2 separate regions of the Macaca mulatta genome follow, and region 1 is linked to region 2. A link is a contact called in public Hi-C data. All regions are on one chromosome and are shown on one strand. Each heading gives the region's core, a stretch centred on a gene start, on an enhancer-like site or on the middle of the called end of the contact. The rest is flanking DNA. Distances are from core to core; before and after follow the strand shown.

Region 1 (2,700 bases), core at 38-2,537, 330 kb after region 2:
AGGTTGCTTGGAGTTTTAAAAAGAGCATGTGTTACCTGTATAACAAAAACTGATATTTAAAAATACATAGCATAAAAAAGACATTCCCAAACTTTCTCAGTTCACAACATCCTCAGGGTTTCAGTAATTATTTTTTCATGGTTCCCCTAGATCAAAAGAAATCCCTAACACTTCTGTTCATTCCAAACAACTTAGTAACCACTTATGTCCTAACAGCTTAGCAGCAGCTGAGAAAGATAATACATATAAACAGAAAGAAAACTAATATTTTCTTTTCCTTCTTCCACGACCACATTACGTACAATGTGATGAGTGTACTGCACTTTTGAAACCTTGGACTCAGAGTGGATATGGCCTCATATCCTGTCCACAGTGATTTCCTCAAGACTCTTGATTCCTCCCAGGGCAGCCACCAACCCCCTGCTGTGAGAGACATGGTGTCATGGAAGGCAGGGTGGTGCAGTCTAATGATGACACTCTGCACCACTTCAAGCGAGTAGTTCACCTGGTCTCAGAACCAGTTTTCTTATCAAAAACTTTAGATATTCCTGGGCACCCCTATGAATTCAGTGCAGTTCCCTGGGCTACCTTGGCACACAGTTTGGGAACCACAGGCACAAACAGGGCTTATGGGCTTGTCCTGGGATTTTCACTAATTAGGATGTCTTCAATATCTGTCTTCCGTGTATCTTCTTCCCTGGCTGTGTCTACATTTGATCTATGGTGCAGATCTTGCTGGAACTCTGGGCCTTGAGCCCTTGGCTCCTGCCTCCTTCAGGCCAGCACAGCAGGAAACTTACTTCAGTTATCTTTGAAGTTGTATTTTGAAGCTCCTCTTTTAACTGCAGAGCACTTGGAAAGGTTCTGCCTGGCTGGCCTGCCCCAGTGGAGAGCAAGTTTCAGGAGAAGGGAGATGGCTCTTTCCTTCTTTCTGGTGGGCCCTAACCCCTTCCTTAACCTTGTGTCTCGGGAATGTCATCCTCAGCAACTGCATGAGAAGAACGACCTTTGACCTTTTTTCTCTCTTCCCAGTACGGACGAACGCCTCTGCACCTCGCGGCCAACAACGGGATCCTGGACGTGGTCCGGTACCTCTGTCTGATGGGAGCCAGCGTGGAGGCGCTGACCACAGTGAGTGCTCACAGGGCTTCGTGCAGGAGGGAGCTGCTGGGAGCCTCTGGCGCCTCCAGGGCAGGAGGGACAGGGCTTGCATGGCAACTCTGCATTCTAAAGCAGCCAGGCTGCTGTTCACTCCTCCGCCGCAGTAACACAGACATTCGCCCACACACGCCCAACCTAATGTCTCCTTAATGTTCCTCTTCTCATCTCACCACACCCTGCGCTGCCAGGGATTCCGCTGCTTCCCTCTGCTCTTTTTGTTTTCCAAGTCACACACCAGGGCCCCTGCATTGTGGGATGTATGTACTTCCCCTTCCTAAATGCTCCTCTGCCCCAGGGCACTGGACCCCCTGCCCTTTAGAAGGAGCTGGGGGAGGAAGAATCCTCAGTGAGTATTGGGTGCAGTCTCCATATTTGCCCAAGACCAGACTGCCGGGTGCCATAAGCAGGAGTTGCGTAAAGAGTCAGGCTTTGCTTTAGGCCTGTGGAGTATTTTAAGTGAGATTTCTTCAGTTCCCTCACTCCCTGCTCCCGATGCCAGACCTAGCACCTCCCTGCTGAGGAAACCGTTTGATTCACATTTCATGAAATACTCAAGAAGGAAAATGCATCAGCTAATGAGGTATGGTTGCAATGTTACGGCTGCAGTGAAATACTACCATTCGGGTACTTGCCGGCCTGAGAGTAGGTTGACCATCCAGCCTGTGTGGGAGAGTCCTGGGCCCACAGATTAGAGCTTTGCTGACAGAGGGTGATTCTCTGAGGAGACCAAGTGGTGCTTTAATGTGTCAGCCCAGCTCAGGCCCCGAGGCTGGAAGAGAGCCTCATTTCCTGGAGATCATCCAGAGGTTAGCAAACCGTGGCCCACAGGCCATATCCCACTGCTGGTTTTTGTAAATGAAGTCTTACTGGGACACAGCCATGCCTAAGGTGTGTATTGGCCTTGGCAGCTTCCATGCCAGGTGTCAGAGCTGAGCAGCTGTGACAGAGACCATATGTGCCACGGAGCCCAAACACCTCCTCCCCTGGCCCTTGACGGAAAGTGTTTGCTGACCGCTGGGGCTAGGATGTCGCCTCCCTGAATGCACTCATGTTATCGGGATGTCATTCCCTCCCCAAAAGTAATAGGTCTGATTTGTGCAGTCGGGGGGCGCCCAGCTCTGTGCTTTCTCTGCAGGCTCAGTTATTACCAAGTACTCCGCAAGGGGTGAGGCCCGTTTCTAGGGCACCTGGTCACCCACCGCAAATGCACACACCATACCCACTTCACCCTGCTGTGCCTGACTTGTTAGATCTCGTGGGCCATTGTCAAGCCTGCCCAGCCATGCTTGGGCACAGGTTCCAGTTACTCCCTAATAGAGCATTTATATGCATTTTCAAGACGAATAAATATTTCTGTCCTGTGTGTGGCCTCATGAAAGACCCAGCCAGACCATGACTGAAGATGCCAGCAGCTGATGCTGTTGCATCTACCGCAGTGCAGGCTGGGGCTGCTGAAACGTGCGGCCCCCTCTGTGGGGTCCCTCCATGAGCCGCAGGGCCCTCTGCCCTTCCCCACGACAGCTGCATCGGTGGTCCCCG
Region 2 (2,700 bases), core at 16-2,515:
AAATAATACAACTATTCATCCACTGGTAAATGCAGAAACAAACTATTATACATTCATGCAATGGAATGCTCCTCGGCCATAAACAAACACATTGCTAACATGTGCAACAACATGAATGAATCTCATGCTAAGTGAAAGAAGGCCACTCAAAAGTCTATGTCCTGTAGGATTCTACTCATGTGACAGTCTCCAAAAAGCAAACCTCCAGGGAAGGAGAATGGATCAGTGGTTGCCAGAGGCTAGGTACAGGAAAAGGCACAATGACCCCTTGGGATGATGAGAATGTCTATGACTTGATTATGGGGGTGGTTACATGAGCGTATGTGTTTTCCAAAATTCACAGAACTATGTACCTAAAAAGGGTATTATTTTTTCACCATGTTAGTTATACCTCCACAATTCTGACATGAAAAGAAAAAAGAAAGAAGCAAGGAAGGAAGGAATAAAGGACTGGCTGGGTATGGCAGCTGGCACGTGTAATCCCAGCACTTTGGGAAGTCAAAGTAGGAGGATCACTTGAGCCCAGGAGATAAAGACCAGCCTGGACAACATAGTGACATCCTGACTCTACAAAGAATAGAAAAAATTAACCAGGTATGGTAGTGTGTGCCTATAGTCCCAGCTACCTGGGGGGCTGGAAAAGAGAATCGCTTGAGCCCGGGAGACACAGGCTGCAGTGAGCCATGATTGCACCACTGCACTCCAGCCTGGGGATGGAGCAAGATCCTGTCTCAAGAAGAGGAAGAAGAAGTAGCAGAAGGAGGAGGAGGAGGAGGAAGAGGAGGAGGGAGGAGGAGGAGAAGGAGGAGGAGGAGGAGGAAGAGGAGAGGAAGAAGAAGAAGAAGAAAAAGAAGAAGAAGGAGGAGGAGGAGGAGGGGGAGGAGGGAGAAGGAGAAGAAGAAGGATGAGAAGGAGGAGGAGGGACTAACAAAAGACTCCAAGAAGAAGGAGGAGGAGGAGAAGGAGGGACTAACAACAGACTCAGTGTAGTCCAATGGTTAAGAGTGTGGGGCTAGGGGTAGGCTTCCTGGGTTCAAATAGAGCTCGACCACTGTGGGACCTGAGGTACGTTATGAAGCCTCTGTGCCTCAATTTCCTCATATGACATAACACTTATTACTTCAGAGCCGTCGCGAGGATTAATGTTTTTAAAGCACTTAGAATAGTATCTGGCATACAGTAGGTTCTCAGTAAGTATCTATAGCATGAATAATATTATAGACCATAATGCAACCCACGCCATCAGAAAATTATGTTAGCTTTAGAGGAGGCAGAATCAGGGCTGGCTGAGTCATCTGCCCTGAGGCTGGTGCCTACTAATCCAAGCCAGCAACAGTCATCAGATTCACATCTGTTTTAACCTCCTGATTCTGAATATTCAGCTAAATCCCTAGTAGATTCATAATGCTCCAAACCAACCCCTAAACTAGGGTCTCCACTAGCACCAAACTTGTCTAGTCCGAAGACCAGATTCCCATAAATTCCTGTGTGTAGAATTTACAGTGTGAGTAGCTTCAGCCACAAAAGCTCAACTGACCAGAAGCAGTTTCCCCGCAAATCCACCACATTCCTTCTATCCCACTTGGACGTGGGGACCTTCACAATGGCAGGAAGAGAACCCCGGCAGACTCTGCTGGACGCACCCCAGAGATAGGTGGTGAGAGTGAGACTCAGAAACAGAGAGGGAAGGGGAGTGAGGCAGGGGCCACCTGCAGAGGGTGCTCCCGTGGCTGGACCTAGTGATATCACCCTTCAAGAAGTCATGCAAACTGCACTACAGGACAGTTAGTCCAAGGGTGCAAAGGGGAAGAATTTATCCACTGGCTCCTATGTCCCAGGGTTAAATGTTTGCCCCATGTGGTGCTGCCTGCCCCATGCTTCGTGGCTGTGCATGCATGGACACTGAGCATGGTCTGTAGTGTTTCATACCTCATCCCAGGCCAAAGCAAGAGGCAGGCATCACAGAAGGGGGTGGGGTAGATCAGGGAACACTAAGGGAAAGTCACTTGGAGCGCTCACAGAGCCGGTTGCCACTGTAATAACTCGAAAAGTAGGTCGGGCCAAGAGGCTATGAATTGTGCCTAAGCAGTATCTGAGTCTCCACAACCCAGTAGTTCCACTCCCTGGTAGATCCTGGAAAAGAAAAATCTCACACATTTTCACAAGGAGACAGGTACTAGAATTCTGTTGTCACGTTGTTATGTAATAGCAAAGAAGAAGGAAGGGGAGGAGAAGGGGACCACCTAAACGATCTAAATGTCCATCCTTGAGAGAATGCATGACTAATCCGTAATGAAAAAAGCAAATGAAACATTATGTAACAATAAAAATGAGTTAGAGCTGCAGGTATCAACATGCAAAATCTTACCAACAATGTAAGAATCTTACCAACAAGTAAAGAATTAAAATTACTAATTCTAATACTAAAGGATTAACCCTGGACATAAGGCCAAAATATAAAAACAAATTGTATTTCCTATAATAGCATTAAATGATTAAAAATGCAGTTTTTCAGGCTGGGCACGGTGGCTCACACCTGTAATCCCAGCACTTTGGAAGGCCAAGGCAGGCAGATCACCTGAGGTCAGGAGTTCGAGACCAGGCTGGCCAACATGGTGAAGCCCCATCTCTACTGAAAACACAAAAATTAGCTGGGTGTGGTGGCAGGCGCCTGTCATTCCAGCTACTCGGGAGGCTGAA

What was found. Hi-C and Micro-C count contacts between places; a contact is called where the count stands out from the background.
Region 1: a contact with region 2 is called in a Hi-C map of sperm, with 4 times the contacts expected there. The contact joins two enhancer-like sites. A contact is called at or near these places in 8 of 14 Hi-C or Micro-C datasets (blood, cortical neurons, fetal cortex germinal zone and 4 more).

The regions. Positions count from the first base shown.
Region 1 is chr15:118,400,189-118,402,888 of T2T-MMU8v2.0, forward strand. DAPK1 (death associated protein kinase 1) reads left to right here. Exons shown (of 26, transcript NM_001257788.1): 18 at 1,033-1,131. Among named protein-coding and RNA genes, the nearest start is that of CTSL, 68 kb to the right of the region's middle. Within about 2 kb of position 1,288, at least 5 of the 40 cell types and tissues checked have an H3K27ac peak or open chromatin away from gene starts, as enhancers often do.
Region 2 is chr15:118,073,761-118,076,460 of T2T-MMU8v2.0, forward strand. It overlaps the pseudogene LOC144334789. Among named protein-coding and RNA genes, the nearest start is that of DAPK1, 170 kb to the right of the region's middle. Within about 2 kb of position 1,266, at least 4 of the 40 cell types and tissues checked have an H3K27ac peak or open chromatin away from gene starts, as enhancers often do.